4 separate regions of the Mus musculus genome follow, and regions 1, 3 and 4 are each linked to region 2. The links are chromatin contacts, called in public HiChIP or PLAC-seq and Micro-C maps. All regions are on one chromosome and are shown on one strand. Each heading gives the region's core, a stretch centred on a gene start, on an enhancer-like site or on the middle of the called end of the contact. The rest is flanking DNA. Distances are from core to core; before and after follow the strand shown. Region 1 overlaps Frmd6 (FERM domain containing 6). Region 2 has its middle 25 kb from the start of Gm32219. Region 3 has its middle 26 kb from the start of Frmd6. Region 4 overlaps Frmd6 (FERM domain containing 6).

Evidence for each region. A called contact is a pair of places that touch in the nucleus more often than the background predicts. HiChIP or PLAC-seq counts read pairs in DNA pulled down with a chosen protein or histone mark.
Region 1: an H3K27ac HiChIP or PLAC-seq map of embryonic fibroblasts shows a contact between it and region 2, with 11 read pairs. The contact joins two enhancer-like sites. A contact is called at or near these places in 3 of 484 Hi-C or Micro-C datasets (bone marrow-derived macrophages, embryonic stem cells and nephron progenitors), 3 of 115 datasets of contacts at active chromatin or transcription factors (embryonic fibroblasts, embryonic stem cells and extraembryonic endoderm stem cells) and 3 of 9 other capture datasets (adipose tissue, liver and pancreatic islet).
Region 3: a Micro-C map of muscle stem cells shows a contact between it and region 2, with 2.9 times the contacts expected there. The contact joins two enhancer-like sites. A contact is called at or near these places in 6 of 484 Hi-C or Micro-C datasets (CD4 T cells, the G1E-ER4 cell line, bone marrow-derived dendritic cells and 3 more), 4 of 115 datasets of contacts at active chromatin or transcription factors (embryonic fibroblasts, embryonic stem cells, fibro-adipogenic progenitors and 1 more) and 1 of 9 other capture datasets (embryonic stem cells).
Region 4: a contact with region 2 is called in an H3K27ac HiChIP or PLAC-seq map of embryonic fibroblasts, with 11 times the contacts expected there. The contact joins two enhancer-like sites. A contact is called at or near these places in 2 of 484 Hi-C or Micro-C datasets (bone marrow-derived macrophages and embryonic fibroblasts) and 4 of 115 datasets of contacts at active chromatin or transcription factors (T-cell acute lymphoblastic leukemia, embryonic fibroblasts, embryonic stem cells and 1 more).

The regions. Positions count from the first base shown.
Region 1 is chr12:70,880,916-70,888,135 of GRCm38.p6, forward strand. Frmd6 (FERM domain containing 6) reads left to right here. Exons shown (of 14, transcript NM_028127.3): 7 at 2,751-2,906; 8 at 6,109-6,174; 9 at 6,894-6,962. Among named protein-coding and RNA genes, the nearest start is that of Gm32664, 19 kb to the right of the region's middle. Within about 2 kb of position 4,821, at least 26 of the 459 cell types and tissues checked have an H3K27ac peak or open chromatin away from gene starts, as enhancers often do. A contact at or near this core is called in embryonic fibroblasts, where this site is marked.
Region 2 is chr12:70,507,666-70,513,975 of GRCm38.p6, forward strand. No RefSeq gene overlaps it. Among named protein-coding and RNA genes, the nearest start is that of Gm32219, 25 kb to the right of the region's middle. Within about 2 kb of position 4,631, at least 19 of the 459 cell types and tissues checked have an H3K27ac peak or open chromatin away from gene starts, as enhancers often do. A contact at or near this core is called in embryonic fibroblasts and muscle stem cells, where this site is marked.
Region 3 is chr12:70,796,426-70,803,382 of GRCm38.p6, forward strand. No RefSeq gene overlaps it. Among named protein-coding and RNA genes, the nearest start is that of Frmd6, 26 kb to the right of the region's middle. Within about 2 kb of position 3,511, at least 85 of the 459 cell types and tissues checked have an H3K27ac peak or open chromatin away from gene starts, as enhancers often do. A contact at or near this core is called in embryonic fibroblasts and muscle stem cells, where this site is marked.
Region 4 is chr12:70,849,176-70,856,427 of GRCm38.p6, forward strand. All of the region lies in intron 1 of Frmd6 (FERM domain containing 6), which reads left to right. Among named protein-coding and RNA genes, the nearest start is that of Frmd6, 27 kb to the left of the region's middle. Within about 2 kb of position 2,531, at least 38 of the 459 cell types and tissues checked have an H3K27ac peak or open chromatin away from gene starts, as enhancers often do. A contact at or near this core is called in embryonic fibroblasts, where this site is marked.

The DNA.
Region 1 (7,220 bases), core at 3,571-6,070, 370 kb after region 2:
CGGAGGCTGGGAATCTTTCCTAGTCTGCTCATGACTGAGGAGGCTCTCTGGCCATCTTAAATGCAGAAGAACTTCAGCTTACCCAGCCCCGTGTTGGAATGTGCATAGCAGTGATACTCTGGGGTTTTTTGTTTTGGGGGGGTGGCGGTTTGTTTTGTTTTTTAAGCAGGGTTTCTCTGTGCATCCCTTGCTGTCCTGGAACTCACTTTCTAGACCAGACTGGCCTTGAACTCACAGAGATCCACCTGCTTCCACCTCCCAGGTGCAGGGACTGAAGGTGTGCAAGCCCACGCCTGGCTAGCGGCGACACTCTCCATCCTCCCGGTGAATTGTATTTTTCCCCTTTGAGGGAAAATGATTACTTCTCAAGCGATGAGATCATTCACAGTTTTAATGGGCTGAGAAAACAACTCTGAATCAACATTTGGCTCTGACCTCTGTGTCCTTCCCTGCCAGGCGAGGAGCCGTCCCCTTCTGTCAGGAGAAGATAGATAGATGTAGGTCATTCTGGCAGGAGTAGGCTCACACACATGCTCCGTAGCCTGTTGGGGTTGCCAGTCCTCCTGCAGGCCGCTCTGTCCCTCTCTTCTGTGGCCTCGGCTCTGGCTCAGGCTCTCTCCCCTACTGTTGATGTTCACCGGAACAATGGGTCACCTGCGTCCACAAAGCAGAACCGCCTGGCTGGCTTCCCAAAAGATAGGCCAAGTGTGCTTGACTTTCTGGCAGCTTCCTTCCCATCCGTGTGCGTTCCTCGGTCCTCTTCCCCCACCTGCTCCCCTTCAGGCAAGCACATGCCATCTCTCGGGTCATTCATGCCCTTTATGTTGCCTGATTCAGTAGGCGCTCTCTTCTCCTTTTGCTGAATTTTTCTGCTGCCCTTGGCACCTAGCCACTTACACCAGGGAGATTTCATCCCAATCACGGTTTTTCATGCCTACCTTCAGAATATGCAGGTAATGCCTAAATATGCCTGCCCTGTACAGTGAGGTGGCTACTCATTCCTTAGTTCCACAGACTCGGAACACCCCCAATCACACTCCTCCCTCCCCCACCTCCACAGAAACAGCCCTACCTCTGTTCCCCTGTTGTCAGAGGGCTGGAGGCTGCCATAGGCCCAGTTGCCAGAACCTGGCATCACATGGACTTGGCTTGGCACTGTGCCTCTGCCACATTCCTACCCACATGCTCTGATGTGCCCACTCCATTTCCTGTTACCCTGCTTAGTCCCTATTTTGTCACTATTGGTTTCCTTCTAAGTCTACTGCATCCTTCCGTTTGGCGTTCCCTCCCTGGGTCTCAGAGCTCAGCACAGTGTTGCAGAGCTATTCCTGCTTCGGTGTCCCCCAGCTTGCTCTGAGAGGAGCGAGCCTCTTACTTTACACAGTACCTGCAGGAACTCCCCAGTCACCTGTGGTGTGAAGTCCTGGCTCCCAAGTGTGCAACTCCAGGATCTGGTTGATTTCTTAGACTGGATGCTCTGGCACCATCCAGCTGGTGACTCTACAGATGTGTCCACACAGCTGCTGGGGTGCCTTAAACTTCTGAACCCACCGCAGCCCCAAGCAGGGTTTCTCTCTGCAGCCCCAGCTTCCCTGAAACTGCCTATGCAGACCAGGGTGGCTTAGCACTCACAGAAATGCTCCTGCCTCTGCCTCCTGAGTGCTGGGATTAAAGGTGTGGGCCACCACCGGCCTCCATGTAGAATCCTTTGTGAAGTATGAAAAGTAAGCACCAAACAACAGATGCTGAAGTCACGTTAGAGCTGAAAACTCGCCAGTGTCCCCCACTGCCACCATCCGAAGCCCTTGCTTCTGCTCGTGTTGCCACTGGCTTTTTGTGTTTTCAGACCCTTCTGAAATCCGCATGGCCATTCCCAACACCCTCAGTATGCAGCCACCGGGTGCAGGGTGTAACTCACATTTGAAAACTCAGTGGGGGGCTGGTGAGATGGCTCAGCAGGTAAGAGCACCCTGCTGCTCTTCCGGAGGTCCTGAGTTCAAATCCCAGCAACCACATAGTGGCTCACAACCATCCCTAACGAGATCTGACTCCCTCTTCTGGTGCGTCTGAAGACAGCTACAGTGTACTTACATATAATAAATAAATAAATCTTAAAAAAGAAAGAAAGAAAGAAAGAAAGAAAGAAAGAAAGAAAGAAAGAAAGAAAGAAAGAAAGAAAGAAAGAAAGAAAGGAAGAAAGAAAGCTCAGTGGACCCCATCCAATTCTAAGCCCCAGCAAATCACAGGGAGGGCGTGTTGAATCGAAACCGTTTCCTCCTGTGTTTTCAAGTAGAGTTCCTGGCCTTTCCTGTGAAAACCAGTGTTCCAAAGAGTCCCGCCTGGTCCTTTACCTTCCCCAGATGAACGTTTCTAGTCTCACGTTCTGTGTGGGGGATTGTGGGAGTTAGTGGGACTTCAGTCCTGCAGCTGTTCCCTGACATCATTTCTTCCCACAGTACCATCGTTTAAGAGCGTAATCCGTGAAGTATGTGAAATTACTTCAGTTTGCGTGGGACTTCTGCTCACGTCGGTGACTCTTTAAACCAAAAGAATCTGTTTTCCCCAATTACGATTGTTTGTTCTACCAAGTGGGCGTTATATCTTACAACCTTAACTGGTTCCTCCCGGTAGCCTAAGAAGACAGCGAAAATGGGATAAAAATTAGAATTTTCTAGTGAGAAGTATCCAGCTTCATGTGGCCTGAATTAGCTTCTCATCCTCTTGTCGGTTGGGGCACGGTGTCCCCACAGGTTGTTTCCAAGCGGGGGAAGGACTACATCCTGAAACACATCCCAAACATGCACAAGGACCAGTTTGCCCTGACGGCCTCCGAGGCCTACCTAAAGTACATCAAAGAAGCCGTCCGACTGGACGACGTCGCCATCCATTACTACAGACTGTACAAGGTAGGAAAACCCTCCTTCCTGCGCGAGATTTCAGCTCGCCTGAGAACTCTGCTTTCCTCTTACAACAAGCTGTGGGAAGCTCTTCTTTTGGCCTGCCCTTGGTTACACGTGTCAGGCCTCCGTGGTCTAGCCCGGAAGCAGCATGTTAGAGTTCTTAAATGTTTGTAACGTGTGATAACGAAGGGCTGCGATGGTGATCTGCCTCTGAGGGCCTTATGCTATAGTTCTTTTTCTGCCTGGAAGAGTAACCTTTGCAAGATGTTTGGTGAATGTTATTGTAGTATTGCCCTGTGAAAGCCCCACCCTCATTATATTCCTTTAATTGTGGGAATGTTCCCACCGACCCCAGTGCAGACAGAGCACCGTATGCCTCCTTTTTTTCCTTCAAACCCCCACACTGTATAAAAAGTGATCATTTTATAAGCCAGGAAACTTGAGGCTTAAAAAAGTTAAATAATTCACTAAGGTTGCAAAACCAAGTGGCAGAAATGTGGATTGCAGCCCAGGCTCCTGGGTGACAGAGTTTCTGTGATCAGTTAGTTGCCTCAGGGACTCGGGTGCTCCGTATTCTCTTTGCATCCTATGTATCCCAGGCCTCCTTTCCACAGAGCGCTGTGAAGATGCTCTGCACACTCATGCTGGGCCTCAGCGTGCTCTGCCTTCTCTTCCGTGCTCCTCTCTGTATCTTCCCTATCCTGACAAGGGTCATTCCTGACTAGAACTGGATTCTTCTAAGTACTCAGGGTATATTTGCAAACCCAGTGGGACGAAGTTGTTAAAACATGGCCCGTGGGGTCTGACCGTGGGTTGAATCCCAGTTTGGCTCCTTACTATGTGACCCAAGGCAAGCATTTAACATCTCTGTGCTTCAGATTTCTCATAGGTTAAAGGACACTGGGACCTACCTACCCCTTAGGACTGTGGGAATTGATCAGTGAGCCATACCTGTCACATGACAGGCATGATGATCAGCATGGGATTTTGTTGATATGTTGGTTGTCCCTACCGCACCCCTTACGCTGAGTTAATATAAATGGGACCATTGTCCGGGGAGAATATGTTTGGTCATATTGCTGGGTGGTCATGTTACTAAATGTAACTTCCTGGCTGGTTCCAAAGCTCAGAACACTCCCTCTCCCTCCCTCCCTCTCCCTCCCTCCCTCCCTCCCTCCCTCTCCCTCTACTTTCCTCCCTCCCTCCCTCCTTCCCTCCCTCCCTCCCTTTCCCTCCTTTCTTCTCTCTCCCTCCCTCCGGCTCCCTCAAATTACTGCCTCTCCATCCTAGGAAGGCATATGGAGGACCGTAGATCTCTGTCGAAATTCCTAAAGGGCTGACTCACTTTTTCTGAGAAATTTCATTCTGACATCTCACTCTACACAAGAAAATTCCTATAAGTGGCGTCTGGGACAGTCGGCTCCTATTCTGAAGTATATTAGAAATATAAACAGTACACTGGACAGAGTCCGGCCTTGGGATGGGATGTCAGTTAGAGGCCCTGGGGATCTGGGCAGCTGTACTGGTCATGGGCCATCTCTTGAATAAGGGAGACACTGCACTGTGAAGGCCAGAGGGGTCCATGCAGTAACTAACAGTCCTGACACGGCAAGGCAGGACGCCTGTGACATCAGCAAGTGTTCAGAACGTATCGCTGCTATTGCTTTATTTGCTAGTTTAAAGAAATCTGATTAGAAATTAATCTTTCAATAAAACTGATGTGTACAAATTAATCTTTTTGAAAAAAGAAAAAGAAAATTTGCTTAGTATATAGTTCTGCATTGTATAGAAAATATCTGCTTTAAAAAGACATTTAACAAAAGCTGTAACTGAAGCGGGGAGATGAGTTACTGGTACCTGACAGACACCGCCCACTTGGAGAAGTCAAACCGTTGCATCTGACTCACATACGGGCAGCTCATAAGGGGAAGCAGACCGTTCTGAAGGAAGCACCTTTTGCCTGGTTTCCCATACACGTCTCAGACGTGAACTACAGCACTGCCTTGGCCCCAGGCTTACTTCAGAAAGCGTGGACATCGCCTGGGGAGGGAACCTGCCCTGAGTGTGTGCTGATGGAGCAGGCTCCGTTGAGCCCAGCACTGCATGTGCCTTTCCATGCCAGAGACAGGCCAGGCAAGACCATGCTTTCTAATGCTTCTTCCTGTGATCCTGAGAAAACTGGCCTTAAACTTAATAAAGACCCAGGGGCTGGAGAGGTGGCTCAGTGCTTTGGGGTACTTGTTGCGCTTTCTCAGGACATGGGTTCTATGCCTGCCATCCAAGCAGTGGCTCACAGCCATCATTACTCCAGTTCCAGGGCGTCTAACACCCACTTCAGCTTCTGCCAGCCCTGAGTACATGGGTGGTGCACAGACATACAGCCAGGGAAAATACCCAGGCATATAAGATAAGCCAAAGCATCCTTTGAATTTAATAAAGATTTGACAATATTCATCTATTGTCTTATAATATCTGGTAAAAAAAAAGAATATTTATTAGTAACTTTTAAGGCTTCATGCCTTACTCATTACACATAAGTCCTTGAAGATTGGCCAAATCTGAGCACGTTTTTTAATTGTACTGTTTTTTCCTTACAGTTAAAATGGCTTAAGGTTTATCATTTATATACACATATACATACACAACGGAATGTATATCATATCAGCAATTAGTAAAATAGCACTATCAACCTTCTGAGGGAGAGCCCTCGGTGTTTGGTCACTTGTCTGTCCTTTTTGAATCACAGATAGGGAGCTAGGAAAGCTACAGGATTTGAAAACCATAAAGTCAGACGCAGCTCAGACTGTAACTGGACATTGCCCTGACATTCTAACATCCACACATTCATTAAGCACGGGGAAGGTAAGAACGTTCACATGGCGAGGGCAGCGTGCAGTGCCCATGTGCTGGAGCTCTCAGAGAAATGTGTACCTAGAGTAGTCTCAGAAGTGTGCATACAGCGCTGAACTCTAAACCTGAAGTCTAAGGTGTCTGCAGGAGAGGATGCAGCTGGGTTAGCAAATACTCAAGATTTTTCTTAAGTCTTTCAGGAAACAAAGACTGTGGAAAGATTTGATAAGTTATTTTAAGTAAAACAAAAAAAAAAGAAAAACAAACAACTTACAGTTCTGAAATGTCTTTTTCTTCATTGTTCAGTTGTTTATTATAGAAGGGAAACATGACTTTTCATAAACCTTTATTCTGTCAGGATAAAAGGGAGGCTGAAGGCTCACTGACCCTAGGACTGACCATGCGAGGAATACAGATTTTTCAGGTTCGTATCAAATGGTGTTGGGCAGGTTTTACTACAGAGAATGCTTGTGTGACCCCCACCAAAGCTCAGTCCTCATTTCCCTTTTGTCAGCACAGAGGTGGGTGACTTAAGCCTGTGGATGGCGTGGCTCTGCCTGCCTAGACAGTAGTCAGTCCTTAGCAGAAAATGCAGGGTGGACGAGCAGCCCGGGCTTGATACCCGCAGAGTGTCACTGTCCACACGTTGCCCCTTGGAGCTTATGAATTGTCGTGTTCTTCTCTCCTACCTTAAAAAGCACCACCCAGGAACTTCAGCGTGCATTACGGTTGTCTGATACACATGGTGTCCCATAAATGGGTGGGGACAGTGTTATCCTTTAGAGATTAGGAGGAGGTAGCTCCCTGTGAGGAAGCTATAAAGATGTCTTATCTTCCTGGTGGGAAAATATCCAATTCTGGAAGTCTCAGTCCCTTCTCAGTTGCTGCGTGTCTGAGTCCTTTGGACTTCATATTTAAACTTAGAACTGAGTGACAGTTGCCTTCGGAAGCCAGTGCATGCAGTGCACAGGGGATGCAGGCTCTTGTCGCTGATCTTAATTACTGTCGGCCCTTTTCCAAAAAAGGGCTGAGGACTGTTTCAGATTTGAATTACTGAGTTTTAGTTTGTTATAAGTCAAGACAGTTTTAAGATAATCTATCCCATTTCCCCTAACTCCCTATATACCGAAATTCTTTCCACAGAATCTAGAAGAAGAGAAACAATTGCTCTATGATTTCCCCTGGACAAATGTTGGGAAGTTGGTGTTTGTGGTGAGTGAGTGTACAGTAACTTAGGAAAGAGGGGTGTGGAGGGAGGGGGAAAAGAAGTCTCATCGTTGATTTTGAGAATTTTGGAGGTTTCACTTTGAAAATACTGTTTCTAAAAACAAAAGTAGTCTGTTTATTTGAAAGGAGTTGGGGTGGGTTTTGTTTTGTTTTTAAGTAGAAGCTAGGGGCAGGTGAAATGACTCACCTTGGTGGGCTTGCAGCCAAACTTGGCAACCTGGATTGAATCCCTTGAACTTACAA
Region 2 (6,310 bases), core at 3,381-5,880:
GAAACAGAGAGTGACAGCTACATTCTTTTGGTGATTCACTATTGCATAGTGGTAGATAATCTGTTTATTTAAAAACTAATGGATATGCTGAGTGGTCAAAGAAACATCTACCCACCTATCTGACATAACACCCAGTCTCTTGATTTCTACAAAAGTGTGGATCGAATCCCTTTTAAATATCTATCAGTTGGTTGTTTATGATATTTGTAAGTGTTGAGAGGCGTGTGGCATCGTGAGGGCTCATAAAAGGATACCTGGTTCAGGGATGGACTTAAAGCAGATATTTCTTAAGCAAGTAACTCCAGCTGAATAAGAGAATAAGAGGAACGTGGACTGAGCACTGGGATGGGACCTTGCCAGGAAGACTGAAGCCTGGGAATGTGGTCCAGCAAGGTTAGAAAGAAACAGATAAGCCCTGTGTAGGTTTTCTTTCTGCTTATTGTACGTGATCTTGAGACATGTTCTCATCTACAAAGGACTCAACCCGACAAGGTTGTAGCAGGTATGAAGAACTGTCTTGTAAAATGTAACTTTATAGAAGCAAATTATCATGGGCTGCAATGTCTGGAAACTCTTATTTCCTCTCCTGAAAATTGTCAGATGGTTTTGGTTCCCACTTGGGATACCCTCAGCCACTCAGAAAGCCTTCTGTGCTAATGGAAGCTGGAATATGCACCCTGTTACTGGTCTCCAGATGTCCTGTCCAGGGTCTCCTGTAAACTCAGCCAGAAATGCATGCCTTTCTGTAGCCTGTAGGCTCCTGAGAAGGAGCAGCCTTTCTGATTTCTGGGGGCACCATCACTTGGATTTATTCTCTCCATTTTTTTCAGGCTCAATGAATTCTAGCACTTGTTTTCTTTTGATTTCTTGTTTGACAGCAGCAGCCCATATTTAGATAAACATCCATTTTTTAAAAATAATCCATTAAGTCCACATTAATAAAATCTGTAGACACGAATGGGTTGACATTGCCTTTGGTGGTAGGTGGCTCCACCAAAAATGGGATTGCATCTCATATTTGCATGAATTTTGCATATCAATTCCAAATGGTTCTGAAATGCCCAACGGAGACTCTGGATTGAGATGAGACCTGTGCTCATCCTGCCTGTGTCATCTGCCCTCAGGCAGAGTTTCTAGACTGAACATGGTATCTGCCCCCAAAATAGAATTTCATCTCTGCAAGAGTTCACAAGCATCTCCCAATGCACACCTGTGTTTCCACATTAGCACTCCTTACTTAATGAAGGAGGCATAGGAAAAACTCTCTGGGCCCCTGATACCTAATGTTGGCCATTGTATCCACATGCTGTGGCTTTAGTCCAAGAGATGTCCATGTCCATTCCTGCTATATACCCTGTACCCTCTCTCTGGCAGGACAACCAGGGCAGGGGGCAGGTTCTGCACATGGTCTACTCTACTCTATGAGAAAACAGATTTTAGAGGAATTATCTTAGCAGAGACCATTTGCCAGGGGGTATCTTTGCAAATAAAATTAAGAAAAATACTTTTCTTGACCTTGTAAGGTAGAGAGTGGCAAGAAAGAAGACTTAGGAAAACCTCTGTGGTTGGTCAATGGACTGTTTCTGCATGAAGTCTGTGAATGAGTCGTAGGGCTTTGGATGTCATTTTCTTCGCTTAGAAAGTGAGGTACCAGGGGCTAGAAAGATGGCTCGGCAGTTAAGAGCACTGACTGCTCTTCCAGAGGTCCTGAGTTCAATTCCCAGCAACCACATGGTGGCTCACAACCATCTGTAATGGGATCCGATGCCCTCTTCTGGTGTGTCTGAAGAGAGCGACAGTGCACTCACATACATAAAATAAATAAATAAATACTAAAAAAACAAAAAACAAAAAAGAAAATGAGGTACCTTAGTCAGAATCTGCACGGCTTCTGGGGTCTCTTAGCTCCTAAAGCATGACGTCTTGAGCTATAATGTGCGCACAACTCACTTAGAGATCTTGTTAAAGTGCACTGTGATGGGCAAAGGTTTAGAGCCTATGGTTCTGCATTCCTAACAGGCTCCCGTGTGATGGAGAAGATGCTGGACAACATTTGACTTGCAAGGTTTTAGAACCCTATGAACCCTTCGATCCTTTTTCTCACTAGGCTGATCCAGCTTAAAACAGAGACCACAGGAAGCCCTTAAATTGCCTACGATGGTTTGAATTCACTGAGATCGCTTGTCCATCAACATATGTGCATATTCTAACTTTTTTTTTTCACATTTGACGTAAGCCCCAGTCTTAAGGAGGTTTTAAGTAGTTAGAAGTAAGAGAGGGTCATGGAAAAAGTTTTCTAACTTAGTTCTTGTAACAACGTTAGGAGGCCAGCACAACGGTACTCAGCTCACAAATATAGGATGTGAGAATCGGACAAGGTGGGGTCAGATTTCTTCCTTCTGAAGGTCAGATAGTCAGTAGATGACAAGATTTAGGTTCTAACCAGGTTCTGATATTAAAGTCCCTGCTCTTTCATTTCACAATATTAACTCTCACCAAGCCCCACATGGTAGAAACTCTAAGGATAAATGCAAGGGGAGTCTCGGCTGAGTGACATTTGCTTCAGTAGAAATCTGTCTGCACTGGTAAGTCTCCATAGCCCCCTGAAGATTCATTCCCTGCCCTTTTCTCTTGCCTACCAGTGGAACTGACTACTACTGTGGCTCTGGCCTCCAGCTGGGTCTGGCCAATAGGAAGGAAGCACCCATAAAAGACTAAGGAGAGGGAGATGGGACAGTTACCCTGAACCTCCTGCTTTACTATAGATCCCTAAGTGCAAAAGTAAAACAGGGTTCAGGGTCAAACCAAATACAGGTGGGTTACAAGAATAAACTGCTCATGTCATGCTGGATTCACAGTGCATGAGGTTCTGGGTTTGACTCCCCAGTTATGACAGATAATAATGATAATAAATGATGTTCACATTGAGTGCTTGAGTTAGCGCTGTCCTAAGCACTTTATTTGAAATAACTTATCTCCCTGCCACAAGCCCAAACAGTCGTGATTATCCTTTTAAAGGGGAAAAGGAAATTGAGACAGAGAGTTGAAAAGGTAGTCTCCGAGTGGCCAGAATTTGACCCTCTGTGGTCTGGCTTTGAGTCTGTTGTCTGTACATATGCTGTGCTCAAGCAAGGACTTCCAGAGGCTGTCAGCTGTTTTGGAGTAGGGATGAACATTGAAGAAAGTGATCCTTGAGAGAGAGAGGATCCCAAATGTTCAGGAGAGGCACGAAGGGCTCAGCTTCTCATGAAATGCATAGAGTCCATATTGGAGCGCTGTACTCCCCTTCCTGCCCGGCCTAGGACTGATTATGGAAAGTCTGTCTTCGTTATTCACACGCCCCAAGTCAGAACTCGTGTTCCTTTACCTAAGTGAATGGAGAAAGGAGAAGTGGTGAACCAAAATGGCTTCTTCCTGAATCAAGATGGCTGGCAGCTTCCAGTGTGGTGAGCACCAGTTAGCATAAGGTCTTAAAGTGGCAACTGTCCCTTCTCTTCATAATCAAGAGATTCAGAGGCAGACCGTTAGCTGTTAGCTTACAGGAGTCTTCCATTACCCACTGGGGATACATTCTAAGACAACTACCCTCGCACACACACTGGATGTCTAAAACTTCAGATAGTACCAAACCCTTGAGAGCCTGTGTTTTTCCTGTGTGTATGCACTTGTGGTGAACTATGGTTTAAGCACAGTAGAGAATTGACAACTGCAATACGACATAGCATGTATAACAATTAAGTGTGATATATGCTTTTAAATGTACCACTTGTTTCTAGAATTTTCTATTCACTCTTTTTAGATTGTGTTTCACCGTGGGTAACTGGAACCGTGGAAAGCAACTTTAGATAAGGGACGATAGCGCTTTGCTTTTGATTGCTCAGAGACAATTGATTTCAGCAGCTCCCGTGGTTGCCTGTCCTCTGTGTGCAAACACAGTTAGCCTAAGCCTGGGGTTCATCATCTATACAATGGTGGGAACACCCACCCGACACTGGCTGACATCTTCATTGTACAGTCACAGTATAGAAGCAAAATGAAGTATGTGTTTACAAATGTGGATAGACATCTCTTCCTTTCCAACGTGAAATTGTAATAAAGGCAGTATTATCCAGTAGTCCTCTTTTCCTCCCTCCTTTCCAAGTCTTACTGTGAAAACTTTCAAAAATACATAAAAGAACGGCAGAGTAAAATGTACCTTCCTCGTCCCCACCACTGAGATATGACAGAACCCAACAGCTTTGTATTTGATTCACAAAAGCATTTTAAAACTATCCCAAATATCAAAAAACAAATCTCCAGCTATTCTCTGTGTTTCTAGAAAGTAAGGTTTTCTTAATGTTAGTAATGCTTAATGTTAGTAACACAGCTAACTAAAGAAACAGCAACTGGTGGGAGGTCACCTAGACATAGTTTCCCTAGATGCCTCTGATTGCCAATGGGCTTTTAACGCTTCATCTGCTCACATCAAGATCCAAATACGGTAACTAGAGTGAGATACAAACCAGCACACGGGATCCTGTTTATAGGCCTCAGAGTTCAGGAATTTCTTTGCCTCATGCCCCGTGACTAAGCTTTGCCGATATAGTGCATTCTGACATTTGTGGGTTTGACCATCTGGAAGCAACTCTGAATGTCTATGGCATTCAGCAATGGTTTGCTGTGGCACAGATGTGGCTTCTGGGCTCTCAGGCTGTGTCTGTTCATCTATTGGGTGAGCATGGCTGGAACCCAGCAAGTGGCTTTCTCTTTTCTTCTATCATTTTTGAGTTCATAGACTGGAATCCTTTTTTTTTTTTTAATGGACTCCCCTCCAAAACTGGCCCATGTAGGATTAATGCTATTTGATTTTGCCTAGTGAGAGTATTAGCAATATTTTAAATTTTTTTATTTTATTGTAAAACTTATATGTGTATGTGTGGTTCTATGCACATGTGAGTGCAGGGGCCTATGCCATCCAGAAGAGGGCGGTCTTAGTGAGGCAAGAAGCAACTTGGGGAGGAAGGGGTTTATTTGGCTCATACTTCCAGATAACAGACCACAGTCCATTTTGATAGACAAAGTAGAAGCTCAAAGCAGGACCTGGAGGCAGGAATGGAAGCGGAGACAATAAAAGCCCTGCTTACTGGCTTGCTCCCCACAGCCTTTTTTTTTTTTTTAAATAAACCCAGGGCCACCTGCCCAGAAGTGGTACTGCCCATAATGGCCTGGGTGCCTATACATTAATTATTAACCAATAAAATGTCCCACAAATGTCTTACAAGCTAATCTGATGGAGACATTTTTCTCAATTGAGGTTTTCTCTTTTTCGCTAACTCTAGCTTGTGTCAAATTGACAAAGAACTAAACAACACACAAGGACATTTGATTCTCTGGTGCTAGAGGTACAGGGAGCTGTGAGCTCCCTGACGTGGGCCCTCTGCAAAAGCACTGAACTGTCTCTCCAGGTGCAGTGAGCAACATTGTTAAAACATTGCTCTTTACTATGGTTTAGATGATCCACGTCCAAAGCTCGCATGGTGGGGGGTCATGACTGGCTCCTCCCCTCTTTCTGTCTTTTTAACTCATTGTGTGATTTCTCCCTTTTAGGCATGCATCTGCCCTTGTGCTGGTCATGAAGTGATTCCCTCAGGGGCAGGGGGTGCTCTCTGGAGCCAACACCATGCTTTTTGGATCTTTAAAGTCTATAAGCTAAAAAACATGGATTTAAAATGTATTTTTTTTCCACACATACTACATCGTGATTACAGTTTCCCCTCCCTCTACTCGTCCCAGTTCCTCCCCCTCCCCCAGGTCCACTCCCTTTCCATCTCTCACTAGAATACAAACAGGCTTCTAAGAGTATAATAATAAAATATAATAAAATAAAATATAATAAAATAAAACACATAGTATCACATCAGAATTGGACAAGACAAAGAAACAGAAGGAAAAGAGCCCAAGAGAAAGCACAAGAAAATGCAGAAACTCACTTGTTTGCAGACTCAGGAATCCCCTAAAAACAACCAACCGGAAGCCTTAATCTAAGTGCAGAGGACCTGGTGGGCCCCAGGCAGGTCCTGTGTGGGCTGCTTCAGTCTCTGTGAGTTCATGTGAGCTTTGGTCGTGTTGATTTGGAGGGACTTCTTTTCTTAGTGCTCGCTCTCTCTCTCCTCTCTCTCTTACACTCTCTTCACCTCCTCTTCCTTGGGGTTTCCTGAGCCCTGATAGGAGGGATTTAATAGAGACATCTCATTTAGGGCTGAGTGCCCCAAGATCCTCACACTTTGCATAATACCTGACTGTGGGCCTCTGTGTTTGTTCTCATCTCCTA
Region 3 (6,957 bases), core at 2,261-4,760, 290 kb after region 2:
AAGGCATTGGATGCCCTGGAACTGGAGTTATAGACAGTTGTGAGCTGGCATGTAGGTACTGGGAATTGAACCCAGGTCCTTTGCAAAACAACTGGTATTCTTAACTGCCACATTTCTCCAGGCTATAATTGTAAAAGTTCTTAAGAGAGGACTAAGGTATACTTGAGAGTAACAATTACACTCTCTGTGTTCCATACATTGCCTACACTAGCTAGGGTACAAGACTTCTCTGGAAATTTACATGCTGTTAAGACCTAACGAACTTGTATTGTCTGTGTTTGGGTATGGTGCAGGATGGAGGAAATGAAGGAAATGTTTTCAATATTAAAGAAGGCTATGGCAGCTGGGATTTAGGGAGCCAGGAGAGATATGGAAAGAGATTTAGACGTACATTCAGGAATCTGGAAGCAGGTGCCCATTTGCTCACGTCTCTGTCATCTTATACCTTCTCTGGTCATTATGAACAACACAGGTTATATAGAGTCAAGTATAGAGGATGGAAATGGATTGGGAGGCTGTAGGAGAGTGGCCCATGACCCAGTGGTGGCTTAGGAAGAACAGAGGCAATGGAGGTGGAGAGAGAACGCAAAGCACATTTTGGAACTGGAATCGGCAGGTCTCTGTGCCAGTCGAGTAAGAAGAATGTTGAGGGGACTGACTTCTAGGGTTTGGAGTCACAGCTCAGAGGCAGACACTTGTCTAGCATGTGCAAGGCTCTGGATTCTGACCCCAGCACAGAAAACAAACAAAACAAGCAGACATAATTGTCGGCCAGCCATCTGGTCTGAGGTGCTGGGTAGATAGTGCTGCCATGGATCGGAACAATTAATCCACAGGAGGATGGGATTCAGTAGGGGAGATGATGCTGCGGAGTCTACTTTTCAGAATCATGGAAGCAAAATGGAAGTAATTTTATTCCAGTACATTCTGGAAAATCTTATCGCGTAACTACAAATTCACAGTTACCTGTTATGTGCATACATGCAGTATATAGACGTATGCATTTGTGATAGTAACAAAGTCCAGGTGATTCTGGGACTCCCTGTGCCTGAGGAATTTCCAATAATAAGACAAAATCTCAATGGAGCATCTGGGGATTTCGGAATGCCTTGATGGTTAGTTCAGCTCCATTTGAGCCTGCTATTCTGTACACATCAGAGATTTCTCATGACATAAGTTTCGCACTGACTGGTCCTGATTCGATTTAAAAAAAAAAAAAAGAGTCTTCTTATGTTTATATTAAAATGGGGGATTTATTTATATCTGTGAGAAAATTGAACACAATATGAAAAAATGCTTATGTTTAATAAATCACAGGAGGTCTGAGTTAAGCATGTGACTAGCTAACAGTGTCCCTTACATAAGCACTTATTGCAGATGGATGTTAGCTGAGGTATAAATGAGAAGGAGGAAGAGAGAGGACAAGGGAAGAAGGGAAGGAGGGAAGGGGAGGGGAGGGAAGGGGAGGGGAGGGGAGGGGAGAAGAACATCCTAGATCTCCCCTTTGACAAATCAGAGGCTAGTATATAAAGGAAAACATACCACTTGGAAACATCATGAATATGACAAGAATGATTTCTTCTCAATAAAGCAGTTCTCTGTCATCATGACCCCTACTACTTTTAAAGGAGAGTGGATGCCAAGACCTCCCCACACTCAGAGCGCAAAGGTCTATAGCAAGTGGTCAGGGTGTGATTAGAACCCAGGACACAGATTTATCTAGATGTTTGGGAAGCTTCGTGTTTCCAAGCAGCTCACCCTACCAAAACTATGTCAACTACTTTATATCTGAATTTTCTATACTTTATTTTCTGGAATATCTGAAATAGCTCAACAGCTGGAATTCATGTGTTTTCTGTAGGAATTTAACATTTCTCCATTTAAAAAAAAAAGTCGGAAAGTGCAAAGAAAACTGAGCTTGGAGTAACAGCCGAGGCCTTTGCTCATGGTGACTCTCCACACTGTCCTAGACACACACGTTTCCCGTGTAGTCGGCAGTACATTCTGTGCTCTTTTCAGTGTGACCAGCTCTGCCCGATGAGCTATTCACCTTCATGAACCCCCAGCTCCCTCATTTGCAAAATGGAGCAGCTGAATTAAATGGTCTATGTGGAATTTCTTCTTGAAATCTCTCTCTGCGACTTTATTGCTCTCCGGGAACGAAGAGTTCAAACCCCATGGGAACTGGCCTGACCGCTCAGTGGAGGCCATCCAAACCTGATTTCCACTCAGTTTGGTTTGGGCACTCCACTTTTAAATTGGCCTGGGAACATCTCTAGAAGTTACCACTGGATGAAATAAATCCATCAAGGGCAGCTAATTAGCAGGAATACAGATGCCAGCAGTCGCTTACCACGGGAGCTTCAGGAGGAGATAGGGAAATGATTCTCCCCCGACCTCAAGAAAAGTTCCCCGGATTTGGCACATGCATGGGGGCTGGGTGCCAGGATCAAGGGCAGAGGGGTGAAGTCTGAGTCTCTTTCTCTGAGAACGTGTGATTCCCAAGAGTATCTCAAGTGACAGAGCTCTGATTCCCCTGTACCCTTCTGTTCAGAAGTAAGTTAAGCTCTGAACCCTCAAAATGCCAGCTTCTGCAGCCAGCAGTCCACAACCATCATTTCTAGCTCCTGGGAACGTCCCTTCTTTCCATGAGCCTTTTTCTGCTGGAGATTCCCCACCCCTGAACAGTGTAAGTCCCGTCCCTTCAGGACATGCCAAGACAGAATAATGTCCAGACCCATTCCTCTGCTGTCACAATGGGCCTGAGCTGCCTTCCAGGGCCCCGTAGATGAAGAGTGAGTGACTACAGTCCTATAGAGGACCTACAGACCTCGAGCCATGCTGCAAACATACACTCGGCTGCTAGCACGAGATTTCCGGAGCTGCGCAATGCACCCACACGTTTCTTCAAGTTCTGCTGCTTCTGGAGATGGCCTCCAAGACAGAAATAGGTACCTGAGGAAGATGTAGCATCCAAGCCAGCCAGCCAGCTGACTTGCCAGAGTTTGCTGGTGAACTCGAGGCTGTTTGCTGCTACGGGGCTTTCACAGCGCCACATTCCAGGGCTGCCGTATAATTTACTTTAAACACAGAGTGGCACTTAACCACGCCACTGTTTGTGTCCAACTCAGCACTCAAGGGAAGCTGCCTTTTAAGCCTTAACTTTTTGAAGTTATCTCACCACCACACGTGACTTTGGCAGCCTGGTTATTTGTGCTTGAGGGGGTGACTCAAAGGCTGTAAGTGTGGAGTTAGACGTGTAGCCTCCCTAAGGGAATAGGCCTGCCACTCCCACTGATCCAACTACACGGGGCTACAGGCTTTTCTGCCTTGCCGCTTTGCCTGCTTCTTGCAGTGCTGAGCTGCTCCCCTGCGACCCAAGGCCGAGCTACTGCCGGGATCAACTCCCTTAGTGCCACAGCACACCAGAATGGCCTGTGTCACCCAACTGAGCTTCCAAAGAGACTTGAATGTCTGGTTGCTCCACCCTGAGGGCTGTTCAGGGAGATGGGCGGAGCCTCATGAGAACACACAGGAGGCTAGATAACTCTGCTTGGTTAGATGCTATTCCTCACTGTGTCCGGGATCTCTAAACCAAAAAAAAAAAAAAAAAAAAAAAAAAAAAGTCCACAAAAACGATTCATTTCAAACCATTAGTTTAAATGTATGTAATTCGGAAACACTGACGGTATAGAAAACATACAACAGAGCCCTCCTTGCAAACCAGTGTAAGTAGGTCAATATGATTACCCCCACTTTATAGTTGGGGGACAGAATCTGCTAGGCATAGCTAAGAGCAAACGCCGGCAGAGGTGCTAAAATTAGAACTGAAGAGACTTCCCATCTGGGTCAAGCTCACGTGGTCACAGAGGAGACCAGCTCAAAGAGGGTAACCATGACATGCATCAGGTAAACCAGGCCTGTTCTTTTAGAACACAACAGGAATCAATGGCCACAACTGACGAGTACAGCTCACCTGGCGACCAACACCTGGCGATTTCCCTACATCCTTTGCCAGTGGGGCCACATCTGGGTGAGTCATGAGGTCAGTGAAGCTGCACCACTCAGATTGTCCAGTTGAGAGACTCTGAGTGCTGCGCTGGCCGTGAAGAGCGAGGGTCCAGAGAGGCTCCAGTCAGGAAGCATCCTCATAGAAGTGCATTTACGGGCACCTCCCTTCGATAAAGTTTCCTACCACCAATTATTCATTTGGTGGTTTGTTTGCCATGGATGTTTTTATTCTCCTTCCTGGAAATCAGTTCCATGGTTAAGAGTACTTGCTGCTCTTCCAGAGGAGCAAATTTAGTTTCCAGCATCCCTGTCAAACGGCTCACAATCATCTGAAACTCCAGCCCCGGGGGATCTGATGCTCTCTTCTGCCCTCCATGGGAACCCACACATATGTAGTGTACATTCACACTAACTTGGACACACATATTCAGATAAAGAAAAATTCAAACAAGGTGGGTGGTGGTATACCCCTTTAATCTCTGAGTTAGAGGCCAGCCTGGTCTACAGAGAGAGTTTTAGGACAGCCCCAGTTACACAGAGGAACTCTGTCTCAGAAGAAAAAAATCCTTAGTTTTCTTGAAAAATACAATGAGACTAAATAATGCTTGGTCCTCAAAAAAAAAGAGTTAAATCAAAATATTTATGTATTTATTTAAACAAAGTCTTGCAATAATATAGTGTAGGCTACTCTTGAATTTCCAAGTGCTAGGATATAGGATACCATTAAGCCAGATGAAAACTTAAAGTAACTGACTGGCCTCGATACACAAGCGAAGTCAGCGCTCTAGCACATGGAATGCCAGAAAGGACTAGATTGGTGTTAAAGTAAACAAAAAACGATCCTGGAAGAAGTTCTGCTCATGTTTTAGGAAATGAAATGCAATTTTAAATGCAGAACCTTTGTCTGGATGGACCAGTCAGCCCTCGTGGTTCCTCACAGTCAATCGAGGAAATGGCCTTAACACACCCAAACACCCAGATATAGTAGATTGTGAAAATTCGACCCATGTTGGCCACTCTGGATGCTGGCAGTACATGAATCATGCCTTCCCCTCCCAGTTCTGTCAGTGACTTTTGCCAAGGTCAAATTCACGTCCTGCGTTTCCCCTGCTGACAAAGCCTCTTCACCCCTCTTCAGGTTCGGTGACTTTTCCTTCTCTTTCTCAAGGTATCGCCATACACTCTGCCCATTGTGGCTCCAGGACACCCGTGGCCACTTTGCTCCCAATCCCAGCACAGCTGCTGTGCTGAGGAGCCAGGCTAACTCCTGTCATTGTCACTAGACTTTGAGCAGTCTAAGCATAAAGACTATGTTTGCTGTGCTGGGTGTAGACAGTGGGGAAACTGCTCAATAAGGGAGCAAGAGAAGGAAAGCAAGGTATCAATGCACAGCACACGCAGGGCAGGAAACAGAGTCTCAGATTTTCCCATCGACTGTTCTGAAGGTTTGCAAACTGCAGTCCTTCCTGGGAACCTTGTGGCTATTGCTAGTCAAACGTTGGGATACAGGAAAAATTCAAGTGTCTTGGAGACTCTGAATAACACATAAAAGGTAAACTGGGCTTGTCGGTTTCAGAACTGTCCTCTCTTTATTCTCAGTTTTTAAATATTGTAGTCTTCCTAATAGTGAGATGACTCGTAGGGGGAGTACATGTGAGACATTCTGTCTGTCTGCCTGTCTGTCTGTGTGTCCGTGTGTGTCCGTGTCCGTGTCCGTGTCCGTGTCCGTGTGTGTGTGTGTGTGTGTGTGTGTGTGTGTGTGTGTGTGTGTTCTTTCTATGTCTTTCATTAAATGAACTGTGCTGGGCTTTATTTAGCCTGTGAATCAGAGCATCGTCTGCAGCCGCTGCCCCAGGAGCCCACAGGGATGTTTTTCACTTAGCCTTAAAAACTTCAATGCTGAGACAGACAAACATCAGCATCAAATATTTTATACTCCACAAGTTAGTAAAATGAATTTTTAAAATGCAAATTGGAGCTAAGGGAGGTTGGAAATTTTGTCTGGGACGCACGCTTGCCTATTTAATGCCATCTTCAATGACGATGCAGTCCAATCGTGTACAAATTTAAAGCTGTGTAATTAAGCCCATTAGAAAGCTTTTAAATGTTCCAGATAGGAGAAGAGAATTATACTGATAATAAAAGTTACATTGTATAGCTTGAGACCTAGAAAGACAGTTAACATTACCTCTCCTGTTAGATAGAAGAGCCAACATTATCACAATTTTAAGTCGCCATCATTGACTGCCTCCTCTGTCTCAAGCATAATGTGAGGCTAGAGGAAAATGCCACCAGCAAAACTGGTAGTTAGACTCTGTGTATGTTAGTGGCAGAAATGAGAGGGCCCTAGATCTTTCTAAGAGTTACAAAGGAACTCAGGGGATGTTGAATAATTTCTATGGTTCGAATTTTTTGAGAATCAATGAAATAAAAACTGAAAACAGAAACCAGTATCTCTACTATTTCTAAGCCTGCATTTATCCCATGGCCCTTTTAGAATCTCCCTTTTCTCTCTCTCTCTTCCTTCCTTCCTTCCTTTCTTTCTTTCTTTCTTTCTTTCTTTCTTTCTTTCTTTCTTTCTTTCTTCCTTCCTTCCTTCCTTCCTTTCTTCTTTCTTTCTCTCTTCCTTCCTTTCTTCCTTCCTTCCTTCTTTCCTTCCTTTCTTTCTTTCTTTCTTTCTTTCTTTCTTTCTTTCTTTCTTTCTTTCTTTAATGATGGCATATTCTAGACAGGGCAGAAAGCAGCGCCTGTACAATGCTTGTCTATACTTTGGAACTGAATTGATTCGGCGTCTTAGAGAACTACTATCACATATGTATACATACACATGTTGAGTTTCATTGCTTATATACTGTTATATGTATTTGTACAGCCTTCAGATTGTTTAGCACCTAGGGACAAACCTCAGCACTCCGGACAGCAGTGGTGCACAACGGTCATTCCTCA
Region 4 (7,252 bases), core at 1,281-3,780, 340 kb after region 2:
GTGATTACCGCAAGAAGGAATGTGCTGTGTGGAGGGAGATGCACATCGCACTACCAGGACTCCAGTGACAGGTGGGTCAGAGCGAGGTAACTGGACTAGGCTGGTCCTGACTCACTCTTGCACTCAGTCAGCCTCTCACATACCACAGGGCACAGAGGCGCAGCACACGCCTCCGTTTCCATCCCCGTAGAAGAATAATTACATTGCCCCCGATTTGCATCTTATTTCAAAACCCTAGTAATAAGAGTTAGAGAAATAAGACCTGTGAATGGGGGGAGCCATGCAGAATGCTACCCCACAGGTAAATGCCGTTCCGTTCAAAAATAACATTCCAGCTGGCGGACCTGTCTGATTTTGGTAGTTACCTTCCAGAAGCTGAAGGAACTAAATACTGGCTACTAGGTAAGAGACAGCGTCAAGGTGAAGTTTCCCTGGGGAACAATATAAGGGCCGTAGCCTGGCTTTCCCCCATCTTCCAACAGCCACTTAACAGCGACGACACAACCCACCTTGATCTCCACAGAGCAGACCAGCTCATGAGTTTGATGACACTTTTGGGACTCTTCACCAAGGCGGGGCCGGAGCAGATGTTTTTAATGTGTCTGATAGAGACTCCCTGTGTGAAAGTAGCTATGGTGAACATTTTGTGAAGCTGTAAAAAATAGGTCAGGCACAGAGCACATACTTTTATCATTTTCCTTAAGTACTTTTAAAGCCATAAATTACAGCTCCATCTGTATATGACGGTCTCCAACTCATGTATTCAAAGCAAAATCCCCAAGGGGGTGTAAAACAAGACTTCATAGCAGTGTAAAGCTTTGTTGGACCGTTTTCCTTTGATGCCTGTAGACTGTGCTTTTGATCTTTTACTGAAAAGGGTGTCTGTCCCCAGATTACATATGCACAGGTCATGTGTATATGTATGCATGTACGAAGCCATACCTTGTGGAACTACCACATGTCTGGGTGTGTCTGTGTAACAGTGTAATCTCAGCCTCATAGTTAATATATATAGGGATAAAAGTTGAATTTCTGGCGTGTCAAAGTCTTTCTCTAGCTTCGTAAGTTTTCCCATATAATTCTATGGCTGTCAGATTTTTTTTAAAAGACATTTTATTAGCACTTGAGTATGTTTGACGTAGTCAAATGCTTCCAAATGTTTAACTTTCTATTAAATTTATAACTATTATACTTTCCAGAGAGATTTAAATTATCTCATATTCATTGCTGTTTTAAAGCAGGGAAGGAAAATCCTATAAGGAAAAGCCCAGCCCACATTGGCAGGGTCATTTGCTTAAATGACAGTTTTTTTTGCCTGTCAAGTTCCCAAGTACCACAGAGGTGAAGATTTCTCTGGTTGTACTTTGTTACAGTGTTTCTGTTTAATGTACTTTGAAACTCGAGACAGGAACACACATGTTATCACTAAATGTCTCCTAAGCTCTCACTAACACTGAGCGCCCTGGAGGTTGTTTTTCAGTCTCAAAGCTGTGATAGCAATTATGTGGTAGGTGGAATCTTTTATAATAATGTAGAATGTGATAAACTGCACACAGTTCTCAGTGGGTCCCATTGTGCAGTGTGGCAGGCTTGTATATCGTTTTAAAACTCAGCCACCAGTGTGTGGTGATTTTTGCTGTCCATACTCACTGATGTCACCTTCTAAATTGGAAGTTCACACATAGAAAAGAGCTTAAAATGTCTTATGTAATTTTTAATGCAGTTTTGAGATTAATCATTCCTTTGTCTTCCTAAACGAGTCATTCTTTATTTTTGACTGTTTTTGAACTTGTTAGTCATAGAGATTGTGTCATATCTTCCTGTTAATTTGATTTTTGCACCATTTTTGAGATTTATATTTATTCATCTTTAGCTATAGTTCACGTCTTTTCCCTGTGAGCGGTTTGAACACTGAATGCTTTACTCTTGGCAGGGGATGTCTCTGTTTCCAACTTGTATGTGTATTCCTATGAGGAACTATTTAATGATATGGAAAAAGTGGTCTTCCAAAAACAGATAGCAACTTCTCAAATGTTTCATTCCATCTTTCTTGAAGTCATTGTAACTGTGTTCTCTTTGAACAAAAGTATTTCAGGAAAAACATCAAAAAGTTAGTTTTAAATATGTGTGTGTGTGTGTGTGTGTGTGTGTGTGTGTGTATTAATGAGAATTTCACAACAAAGTTATCATTTACAAAACCATAATTCCTGTGTCAGATGGAATTGAGTGCAAGTCCCGTGAATGAAGGAATCAAAGATTTCATTGTAGAAATTAGAAGCAGATGCTTTTCGGGCCAGTGTTTTCCCTGAGAACAGCACTTTTTGTTGGCTGTGTCAGGCTGGAAGTTCATCTTGGCTGAAAGGAATTTTTGTGCCTCAGTGCTAAGCCTGCTATGACTTTTGAATGCAGAACGCTGAGGAAATAAAAGTTTCTGTGGTTTAAAATCCGTGAATTTCCAGCATTGCTTCTGCCCTCTCTGCTGACTGCCTACCCAGCCACACTATCCTGGCTTCCCTGTGGTACTAGAGGAAGTTGGTTCTACCCCCGGATGTAGAAACGGACTTGTTGCTGCTTTGATGGGGCATTGTGACCCATGACCTTTGACCCTTAGCTGAGGATCCTTGTGTGCTACCGCATTCTAGTTAATGAAGCCCCTCTGAGAGACACCACCAGCCTTCAGATGTCAAGGTGTCAGGAAGAAATCAGGTCCTAGATGACATTGTGTGCTCCTCCATCAAATCCACTTAAGTCATTAGCTTTATACATTCTCCTTAAATTACTTAATGAGTCAGGCTGTGTAAATAGTCGAGATTTGTCCTTACCCTGTGCCTTACAGTACCCTACAACACATGTTCTGTACAGAAAGGGAGTAGGACACACCCAGAGTCATACAGCTAGTAAATGACTGGTGAGTCCATCAGTGAACAGAGTCAGAACCAAGCAGTTGGCTCTAGTGTCCAAGTTTCCATTTCCCTGGGGTGGTTTTTTGGCACTTGCAATTTGGGGAATCAAACCAATGCCTTTTTTGTATGTGTATTTGTGGAGTGGGGGGTTGTTTTTTTTGTTTGTTTGGTTTGAGTTTTGTTGTTGTTGTTGTTATTGGGGGAGGGTTTGGTTTTGGTTTTGGTTTTTTTTTTTGGGGGGGGGGTTGTTTTTTGTTTTTGTTTTTTTTTCCGAGACAGGGTTTCTTTGTGTAGCCCTGGCTTGTCTTAGAACTCACTCTGTAGACCAGGCTAGCCTCAAACTCAGAAATCCACCTGCCTCTGCCTCCTAAGTGCTGGGATTAAAGGCATGTGCCACCACTCCCTGGCTTAATATGTGTATATTTTAATAAAAATTGCTGTAACAGAAATATGGAGACTTTTTAAATACTCTTTGTTGAGAGTATTGGGGATGTGTTTTGAGGAAAAGACAAGATGTAATCATTGTGTCTATACTCTTGTAGATATTAAAAAAGCTGTGGTCAGTACTGAATATCCATAGAGGAAAAAGGATTTATTTATTTATTTGTTTGCTTGCTTGCTTGATTATTCGTTAGTGTTTGAGACAGGGTCCCACTCTGTAGCCAGGCTGCCCTATAATTCACTGTGTAGTTCAGGCAGGGGCTGAAACACTCAACCACTCAACAACCTTCCTGCCTCAGCTGACTGAATGTTAGGATTACAGTTATGAGCCAAAGGCTGTTTAAGGAACATAATATCACTTAATCACTAAGGAATTTCTTTGCTTTCTTTTTTTTTTTTTTTTTTTTTTTTTTTTGGCTAGCAAGTCTAAAATAAATTCAGCAAGTCTCACAGGGGTTCCCAGTGAGTCTTCAGCAGGTCTCAGCAAGGTTCCCAGTGTAGCAGGGGAGCTGTTCCAAGCATTAGCAAGCTAATAAAAACCTGTCCCAGCCAAAGGACGAGCTCCCCGCTGACCAGGAGCAGAGGCAGCAGCTGCTGACAGCCAGGGACCAGGAGACAGGCTTCCTAGACCTGCACCTGCACTGTCTAGGGAGCAGGAAGGATGGGGTTTGTTTTCTTGAAGAAGTTGGCAGATGGGACAGGATGCGAGGGAGGATGTTCTGGGCAGAGGAAACAGCTTGGTAAAAGCAAAAGAAAGGCAGTGAAATGAGTCGCAGTGACCCAGAACATGAGTGACGGAGGACCACAGTGCCTAGGCTGTCGTGTGTTCCAGAGAATCACTACAGGTGCAAACACATGCATTATTCATGGCCAGAGGTACAGGTTGGTAACAGAGTAGCAGGAAGTCCTGCTAGTCTGAGAATGTGGAAATCCTGGTGAGAAAAGCAGTCGTCATGGAGCGGGTTATCCAAAGGGTGGAGTACAGGAAGAGGGATGTTATTTTTCCCTTCTAAGATAATTTTTAAATGTTTATAGAGCACTCAGATCTTTTAAGCATTGAAGATCACTCTGTTATTTACCCCATCTCCCCAACCCCAGTCTTTCTGATTTGAAAGATTAGCTATCAAAACAAATCAGGTTGTCTGTTTTCATTTTATCACTATGCTGTCTTAGTCAGGGTTTCTATTCCTGCACAAACATCATGACCAAGAAGCAAGTTGGGAAGGAAAGGGTTTATTCAGCTTACATTTCCACATTGCTGTTCATCACTGAAGGAAGTCAGGACTGGAACTCAAGCAGGGCAGGAAGCAGGAGCTGATGCAGAGGCCATGGAGGGATGTTCTTTACTGGCTTGCTTCTCCTGGCTTGCTCAGCCTGCTCTCTTATAGAACCCAGGACTACCAGCCCAGAGATGGTCCCACCAAGGGGCCTTTCCCCCTTGATCACTAATTGAGAAAATGCCTGAAGTTCCTTTCTTTGTGATAACTCCAGCTGTGTCAAGTTGACACAAAACTAGCCAGTACACTATGCCATGTGAACCTGTGTTCCTCAACTAAGAATTCAAATGTAGGAGTGCTATTTAACTGAGTGACTTAACTTCATTTTCTCTGCGGTATGAGTGGGGCAAATATGACATTTGTGTCAGGGTTTTAGGAAGAATGACGGATGGCCCTGACCCCTTTTATGGGCCCTAAGAACAAAGCCTTTCTAGGCACTGAGCAATAGAATGGTGCTTGTCCCTGCAGTCTAGAAAACAGGCATCCAAGTCTGCTTTGACGGAATAGGGCAAGAAAAGTCACTGTGGCTTCCTCGAGTACCTCCGCTGCCTTGCCCTCCGCTTAACCTTCTCGCTCAAGCAAGTAGAGTGCAATGTTACAGGAAATAATGATGGAGAGGCAGAGGTTGGGATCAGGAGTTGGAATAGCAACAGTAGAGCTTGAAAAAAACCGTCAGGATAGCTGAAGCAGGTGATTGTCTGAGTGGCCGTCCTCCTGACAAGTGTGCCGGCCCATTTGATAGCAGCACTTAGCATTTAGCTAGGGTATAATAGTATTAACTCTCTGTTGTTTCTACTGCGTTGTCTTTGACCCCTCTCAGAGGAGTCCTCATGATCTCTGGTGGCCAGAATCTAGCAGCGGTCTGAGGGATAACAAGCACACACACAGGCTGGTCGTCTCCTCATATGACATCATAAGCTGGAATGCTGTGGCACCAGAAGCTTTATAGGCACCTGTCACCAGGACACTCCAGAAGTTTTCCATGTCGGAGGCTCACATTAGGAACTTTTGCTGTTATATCTAGGCAGGTGTTCCAAAACTGGCAAACCTCTAGAACCTGAAACATTCTGGTCTCGTCCCAAAAATTTCAAACATAGGCTATTCAACTAGGAAGATTTCACCAAGCATCAGGGTGCTCAGGAGCAAACCGGTTACTTATTTATTGGTTTGGATCCCTGCATTGCTCCTGTAGTTGTACTGCAAAGGTGCATAGTGGCCATGGCTGGTGTGGTGTTTGTCATTGGAAGGACGTGTGGCAAATGGCTCTTCCTGACGGCATCTCTGATGCACTATGGTTTACAAGCACCTTGCCACATATACACATCCGTTTCTTAGATGCATGCTATTTCACTGGATGTGTTTGTTCCCAGGTGTAATATGCTCCCGTGCGATTATTGCTCCAGAAGTGCGGTTGTTAAATCCAAAGATGTGACTATCTTTATGACTGTTTCTGTAGATAATGCAGTATACGTTATAGTGATTGGCCATGCCAGCCATGATGTAGGAGATTGTGTCAGCTGTTTTATCACAATGTGACATACTTGTTTGGTTCTTCACACGCTCTGTTCAAGTCAAGAAGCAATACCTCATTTAACCTTGAGACCAGAGCAGTCTACTGTACAGTTCTTTTCCATTCCTAACTTTGAGGTGTAGCAAATCTCACTGGTTAAATATAATTGTGAAATGACCGCAGAGGGAAGTGTGGAGAGGAAAGAGAGGTTAGCTCCCACGAAGAGAAGAAATTTCTTTTAGCTCTCAAGATAGTCATTAGCAAAATAAGTTATAGATCCACATATGAGTCATGTGCCCACTTTCTTTATATTATGTAAAGCCAGTTATATTACTTGGCATAAATAGTATACAGTGTGTTTACTAAGCATTTCACTTAGGTGAGCAACCTGTTTAATAATCTTTGCAATAATCTCATGTCAAAGGTGAGAGAAGCAGTGAAGAGATTTGCCCCGTGGTTAAAGTGTCCCAGGCAGGCAGGCAGGCAGGCAGGCAGACAGACAGACACACACACAGAGTCTGGCAGACTCTGTTCTTGAGCAAGCAATTGCTCTGTGACCATCACCTTCCTTCCTCCGAGACTTAACCTTTCTGCAGCTAACTGCCATTCTAGAGACAGAAAGGGTATTTCCCGCACACTAACATAACCACCTGTGAGGTTGCTTTAACGATTACTTTAACGGCTTAGCTTGCCCCTTACCAGCCATACGAAATAGGCTCTAATTTTTTGTTTCTTTGTTTGTTTTACCAAAAATGTGTTTATATTGCTAATAGTTAAGTTGCCAAACCAGGGGGCAACTATTTTTTGGGTTATCCTGTTTGCAGAGACTCTCCCACCCCCACCCCCACCCCCAGCTACTGTAATTCTTTACAAATGGACAATACATGCAGCAGCATGGCTCTGCAGGAAGGCATACTGGGACAGGGTTCTTCACCCACACAGTAATACTCAAGACGGGATGGCCCTTTGCTGCGGAAAGCACTCTTGTGAGTTAGTTGCCCGATATGCTTGTTTCCCTTAAATGAGTTTATTGGGTATGGAGCTCTTAGAAAGTAGTATTGTCTGCAAAGTGCGGATACCTGACATAACCCTAACCCCCTCCCTTCTAGGTCTCCTCTGCT